2 separate regions of the Sus scrofa genome follow, and region 1 is linked to region 2. The links are chromatin contacts, called in public Hi-C maps. All regions are on one chromosome and are shown on one strand. Each heading gives the region's core, a stretch centred on a gene start, on an enhancer-like site or on the middle of the called end of the contact. The rest is flanking DNA. Distances are from core to core; before and after follow the strand shown.

Region 1 (3,339 bases), core at 518-3,017, 130 kb after region 2:
TTTTAAATTTAGAAATTATAATGGACTTATGATACTATCATTACTCTGAAGCTCACCACGTTAGTTTGGTGGGGCTGCCATAACAAACTACCAGAGCCAGGATGGCTTAAACAACAGAAACATACCATCTCACAGTTCTGTGGGCTAGAAGACTGGCCTCAAGTTGTGGGCAGGCTTGGTTCCTTCTGAAGACCAGGTGAGAGGAGATACCTATTCCAGGCCTCTCTCCTGGGTCTTGTAGGTTGCTGTGTGTGGAGTCACTCCCCATCTCCTTTCTATGAGTTACACATCTGCATGTCATCTTTTCTCTACGTGTACCTCTAGGTCATTTCCCCCTTTTATAGGAACACAGGCCCATATTGATTGAAGGCCCATCCTAATGTCCTCATTGACCCTTGATTACCTCTTTAAAAGCCCTGGCTTCAGATAGAGTCACATTCTGAAGTATTAGAGGGTAAGACTTGAGCATAGGAATTTGGGAAAGACACTATGCAACCTACAGCAATCACTGAGCTCTACATTTTGTGGATCATAAGCATTAGTTGTGCCTTCTCAGCCTCCTCAAATTAATATTTGTTTCAGAAAAAAGAAGGGATCCCAGTGCCTCCTCCAGACACTTCGGTGAGTTTACATAGATGTCCTCCAATATCAGAGTTAACATTTTTATGTCTTTGGTTGGGGGGAGTGTGTTATCAATTCTGTGTATTGGGATTATGACTAAATCTCTAAATCAGATGCATTTTCCATCTGATCAGAGAAAAGGGGTGCGCATGGGGTTTGGCAATGCCTTTTCATTTCCCTTGTAAGTTTTTTGTTGGGAAGAAGAAAATTTTAGGCTAAAATAAATGTTAATAAAAATAGGATGAGACTGTCCTAGCATGTAATATGAGAAAAAAAACAGAAAAGTAATATTTATTGAGCACTCAATTCCTTCCCAAACAGAGGCTTTTGTCTGTATTACTAAACATCTCATTTGCTAGTAAAGGAATTGCCATAGCATGTTCTTTGTTTGCTGGGTTTATAATTGGATCTGTTACTTGAATCATTTCCACATGTGATTGCCCCATGTTACCTGTCATGCTGCCTGTTTCTTTAGAAACCCCTGGGGCCCGATGATGCCATTGATGCCTTGTCATTAGACTTGACCTGCAGTTCTCCTACAGCTGATGGGAAGAAAACCGAGAAAGAGGTATTGTTTTTAATATAATGAAGGAAACTTGTTAGAAACCATCTCAAACTTGAAGACACCTTTTTAGTTCTGGTTATCACAATTTGATTCATACATTCCCTTCATCTCTAAGTCAAAGCTTTTTATTTTGTTTTTCAGAAATCTACTGGAGAGGTTTTGAAAGCTCAGTCTGTTGGGGTAATCAAAAGCGCTGCTGCTCCACCCCACGAGAAAAAAAGAAGGGTGGAAGAGGTATAAATCATTACTTCTTTGCAACGAAGCATGGTCTGCCTGACAGCAGATGCTTTCCTGAGGCTTATGGAACTGATTCGGGAGAAGTCCGATTGTGCATCACACTTGATGAGTGTCTTTGCGCTCCTGGTCCTGTGTGGAGTAGTGAAACCAGTCAGGGTTCACTCGGTCATCTCCAGGCAGGCCTTCTCTTTCTGCAAATGCTTGTGGGTGATTTCAGCACACTTGCCTTGATTGTGGAGTAAGACTATCTCAAGATTCTACTGCTCAGAAGGGCAGGACCCCAGAGCAGCTGCACTCTTGCTTGGGGCATCAAATCTTCAACTTTCCTAAAGCATTTGAGCCCTGTGAATCACGAGGGGGCATTGTAGCTGCTTCTGTCCACTTCTCTTAGGCAGTCAGCTCTGCCTTGATCCTCGTGGATCCCAAAAGGTGACTCGGGGGGAAAAAAATAAAAGGAATGCCCTTCATGTGGCTCAGCAGTAACAAATTTGGCTAGTATGCATGAGAACACAAGTTTGATCCCTGGCCACTCAGTGGGTTAAGGATCTTGTATGAGCTGTGGCGTACGTCACAGAAGCAGCTCAGACCTGGCTTTGCTGTGGCTGGGGTGTAGGCTGGCAGCCTTAGCTCCAATTCAACCCCTGGCCTGGGAACTTCCAAATGCCTTGGGTGCGGCCCTAAAAAGACCAAAAAAAAAAGGGGGGGCTGTGGGGGGTGACTCTGGGCTGGATGAGAAACCATGCCCCACCTGCAGATAATGTAAGCAGCAGTTTCTGTTGGTGCTGCTCTGCCTCTCTCTCCTGGCGTGGACAGTTTGTTTTTTATCTGGCTGGGGGAGCAGTGAGAGCACCACACCCCTGAGAGCGGGAGTTCCTACAGCCCTCAGCCAATGTGTCTTTGGAGAAGGCGGCAGTGGGGCCCACTTCAGACACTTCAGAGCTCTCTGCTTCCTGGGCTTCCTGTTGTGCTGAAGGACAGGGCTGTCTGAAGCCATTTTTTAGGGACACGTTTTTAGAAAAAGAGAAACAGGATAGTGAAAGTTTACTTCTTGTAGCTTTTCTTTTTATATGAGTGTTTTATAATAAAGTTATTATTATAGTTACACTTCTAGCTTGCTAAATAAGAGGCAAAGTGTGCCCCTGAGAGCACTGTTACTATAGAAACGGGTCTGTCCTAGCCACAATTTTCATTCACTGGTAAGTTCTTTTTTCTTTCTCTCTTTTGCAAGGTTTCAAATAAAATTGCCTTTGTAAAGTCTTTCCCCAGTCCACAGTTCATTCTTAGAGATTTAAAATTTGAATTTCACAAAGAGGTGAGCGGATTGTTTGGGCTGAGGATATGTTTTCTCTTTGAATTTACAAAATTTATTTTTGCAGGACACGATGAGTGATCAAGCACTGGAGGCTTTGTCAGCTTCCCTGGGCAGCCGGAAGTCAGAACCCGAGCTTGACCTCAGCTCCATTAAGGAAATTGATGAGGTACTGACCTTGGAGTTCATGTACAAAGCCTGTTAGACTGCAGGTTGCAAGGTGACAAAACCAAAGGCATCATACATGTGTGGAATTCTTGCACCATTTTAATTTTATCAGAGATTTAAAGAGAATTGTTCTTGGTTCTGCCTTACTTTCTGCTAGTTAATTTAGCTATTTATTTCTGGGGAGTTAGCAAACCAGAAGGATATTTGAGTGTTTATCGTATAAACATCTAGAATTTTATTAATATTTAAAAGCAACACTAATCTCCCTTGCCAATTATTAAGACACCAGACTAAACAAGATAACATAGAGGCAGTGGCCTCATGGGAAGCAGGTTTGTCTGCTCTGATGAAATTTGGAAATTTGTATTTTCAGAAGGGTTCCAGGTGCTTTTCTTTCTTTTCTTTCTTTATAAGGAGAGAGGAATGTGGTTGCAGATAG
Region 2 (3,451 bases), core at 677-3,176:
TAACTCACCACATGTGATTAGTGGCAAATGACAGGGATGGGACACAAAATGAGTGCTGTCTGACCCCCAGTCCAATGCCCTTCACCTCCAGTCCACACTCTGTCCTGTGTTGAGTGTCTTCAATGAAAGCACTTTTTTTTTTTTTTTTAATCTTTTTAGGGCCGTTCCCATGGCATATGGAGGTTCCCAGGCTAGGGGTCAAATTGGAGCTGTAGCGGCCAGCCTACACCAGACACAGCAAGGCCAGAACTGAGCCACCTCTGGGACCTATACCACAGTTCATGGCAATGCCAAATCCTTAACCCACTGAGTGAGGCCAGGGATCAAACCTGTGTCCTCATGGATCCCAGTCAGATTCATTTCCCCTGAGCCACAACGGGAACTCCATGACAGCACTTTTTACTTGAAAAACTTAAGGGTGTTCAAAAGCTCAAAGTAGCAATTATAATGAGCATATATCTCCAAAACAGTGCTTTGCAAACTTTAATGCCTATGCTAATAACCTGGAGATCCTGTTAAGTGTATCTCTTGATCCATTCGGTCTAGAGTAGTCTAGGATTCTGCTTTTCCAAGGAGCTCCCTTTTTTGAGGTAATCACAAATATCTTTCAATGAAATATTATAACTTTTTCCATATTTACCAGTGTTTAGGTTAAGTTTAATACTAGGCACCTTACATTTTTTATTATTAGTGCTCCCGTTATTTACATTTTCTTTTTAAATTCTCACAATGCTATGAGTTAGACATTTTATAACTAAGGAAACTAGACTTGTAAAGATTAAGTAACTCATCCATTGTCATAGGTAATAAATCACCAGGTAACACCCATACTCCTGGCCAAAGGCGCTCACTTTGAGAACTACAGCTCTGTAGTTTCTCTGGATAATGACCCTTTAATTAACAATGGTTAAAGGTGAGAACTCCACCAGGTGGCAGCAGAAGCTCATTATTTTATCTAGAGTGACTTTCCACTTCCTTCTGGATTATTATTGGCAGATGCCTGACTCCTTACATTGTTTCAAGGGGTGGAATCAGGTTCCCTTCCCCTCTGGGTTCTGTGATAGCTTCCCTACCACAGTGCATCCTGTGGACAATGGACTTTCATCAAAAGCATCCAGCTTGGACATGGTTATCATGCCCTAAAGCCTCTCCCAAAAAGCATATTTCAAGAGGCTTATAAAATGAGAATGAAAAATTGTTTCCCATCAGTTGCTTTCTCATCATAGTGAGTTGTTCAATTTAGGCACCTACCCAAGAATGGGAGGTATGATGTGAAATGTTTGGCAGGATATGAGAGAAGGAAATGATTCATTCGTTATGGGGGAAGGGAAACATTCAGGCAGATAAACCTGAAGCCGAGTCCAAAGATTCAGGCAAAATCCAAGGAGCATGTCCATGGACCCTTAGCTTCATGCCTGAGGCCAGGCCCAGCTTGTGCCGAGAAACTTCATACCACCCCTCTTTGTTTTTTCTTCTTCTTCTGAACCTGAAAAAAAAAAAATTTTTTTTTTTTAATCATGGCAAGGAATCCTAATGTTCCCACCCTGAGCTTTGTAAAGCAGAAACAGTCCAGTCTTATTAAGACAGTTAATGCTCTTCTGATTTTTAGTTACTTACCAGCATAAACTTGTGCACTGGGGAGACTGCAGGGTCAGCCCCCAATGTACCCTGAGCAGCTAAAGTATTTAGTGTAATTTAGCAGTTCCTGGGAAAGTCTCCTGCACCCCCCACCTCACCTCTCCTTATTCTGCAGTCATCAATCATCTTGCAGAGCACATGGCCACTGTCTTTCAGATTGCTTTGTCAGTGGAGCAAATGGGCTCAAAGAAAAGCAAGCAAACTGCAAAGGGTAGTTTGAGGCTGTGCTTGGCTGAGACTAGCACTGACGGAGAACTTAACCTGCTCCACTGCTTGAGAGGCTAGGCAGGCCAGGGAGCCTAAGAAGGGCCGGCAGGATGGTCACGGTTACGATGTTATCAGTGGACCCATTAGTTAGGGGTTGCTCCTTCAAGGGTTTGCTTGGAAAGACGTCTCAGAGAACATGTTTCTTTACACTGAGGTCCAAAAGTGGAAACTCAGAGAGTCAGGGTCCCTGTTCCAGAGTCATATGGCTACAAAGTGTGGATCTGGGCTATGAACCCAGGACTCCAATGAGTGGACTCTCAGATACTGGGCTTCACACCCAAGAGATGTGTATTGAATTCATTTATTTATAAGAGAAGTTGTACTTTGTAAACAAACAAACAAAAATATAAAAGTGAAATACCAGAAAGAAAAAACCGATCATCTAGAGATAGGTAAGTGGCAAAGAGAATAAGAATGTTTTTCACCATCAGATCTGATCTCTGGATTTTCTCTGGGTCTGAGGATTCTGGTTCTATCACCACAGGGCGTGGTGCCCCAGCCACTGGAGCTTTCGGCCACAGCTCCCTGCTGCTGCCTTGAAACAAACCTTCCTTATGGCTCTCTGCCGTCTTCCTTCGAAGTATCAAGGGCATAGCCTGGATCATAGGTTAAGACACTGAGATTAGTTGCTGCTATTCTTTCACCAATGTCTCTCAACTCTCTTTTGGTCACAAAAGAATATAGTGAAAAGCTACAGACCTTCTAATCTATTAAAGAATATACACACACCAGGGCACACAGCTTCAGGGAGGTTCATGTACTACCTGAATCCTATCCAGAAAATCAAGCCATTATTTGGGTTATTTAAATTGAGACACATTTACAAAATGCCACTGGCACCCTTTAGTAAGAGATAGGCTAAAATAAGAAGGTATAGGACCTGGAAGTTGTTCATCATAAATGTGTACCATTACATGTGTCCTTTAGGTAGACATAAATAATAGTGCTTTGAAACTCTACAAAAAGAAGCATTTTTTTATTACTCAAATGAATTTATCACATCTGTAGTTGTATAATGATCATAACAATCTGATTTCACAGGATTTCCATCCCACAGCCCAAGCACATCCCCCCACCCCCCAAACTGTCTCCTCCAGAGACCATAAGTTTTTCAATGTCTGTGAGTCAGCATCTGTTCTGCAAAGAAGTTCCATCTGTCCTTTTTTCAGATTCCACATGTCAGTGAAAGCATTGGATGTTGGTGTCTCATTGTATGGCTGACTTCACTTAGCATGATAGTTTCTGGGTCTATCCATGTTGCTAAAAATGCTGGTATTTCATTCTTTTTAATGGATGAGTAATATTCCATTGTGTATATGTACCACATCTTCTTAATCCACTCCTCGTCGATGAACATTTAGGTTGTTCCCATGTTCTGGCTATTGTAAATAGTGCTGCAATGAACATCAGAGTACATGTGTCTTTGCGAGTCATGGTTTTCTCTAGGTAGATGCCCAGGAGTGGGATTGCTGAATCAAATGGTAGTTCTATATTTAGTTTTCTGAGGAATCTCCATACTGCTTTCCACAGTGGTTGCACCAATTTA

What was found. Hi-C and Micro-C count contacts between places; a contact is called where the count stands out from the background.
Region 1: a Hi-C map of omental adipose tissue shows a contact between it and region 2, with 5 times the contacts expected there. The contact joins two enhancer-like sites. A contact is called at or near these places in 1 of 5 promoter capture datasets (liver), 28 of 47 Hi-C or Micro-C datasets (adipocytes, alveolar macrophages, blood and 15 more) and 2 of 2 datasets of contacts at active chromatin or transcription factors (alveolar macrophages and skeletal muscle).

The regions. Positions count from the first base shown.
Region 1 is chr2:103,336,099-103,339,437 of Sscrofa11.1, forward strand. CAST (calpastatin) reads left to right here. Exons shown (of 31, transcript NM_214067.1): 13 at 583-621; 14 at 1,097-1,189; 15 at 1,328-1,420; 16 at 2,800-2,901. Among named protein-coding and RNA genes, the nearest start is that of ERAP1, 77 kb to the right of the region's middle. Within about 2 kb of position 1,768, at least 8 of the 83 cell types and tissues checked have an H3K27ac peak or open chromatin away from gene starts, as enhancers often do. A contact at or near this core is called in omental adipose tissue, where this site is marked.
Region 2 is chr2:103,208,020-103,211,470 of Sscrofa11.1, forward strand. The region is part of intron 13 of LOC106508433 (a long non-coding RNA gene); the gene reads left to right. Among named protein-coding and RNA genes, the nearest start is that of CAST, 47 kb to the right of the region's middle. Within about 2 kb of position 1,927, at least 9 of the 83 cell types and tissues checked have an H3K27ac peak or open chromatin away from gene starts, as enhancers often do. A contact at or near this core is called in omental adipose tissue, where this site is marked.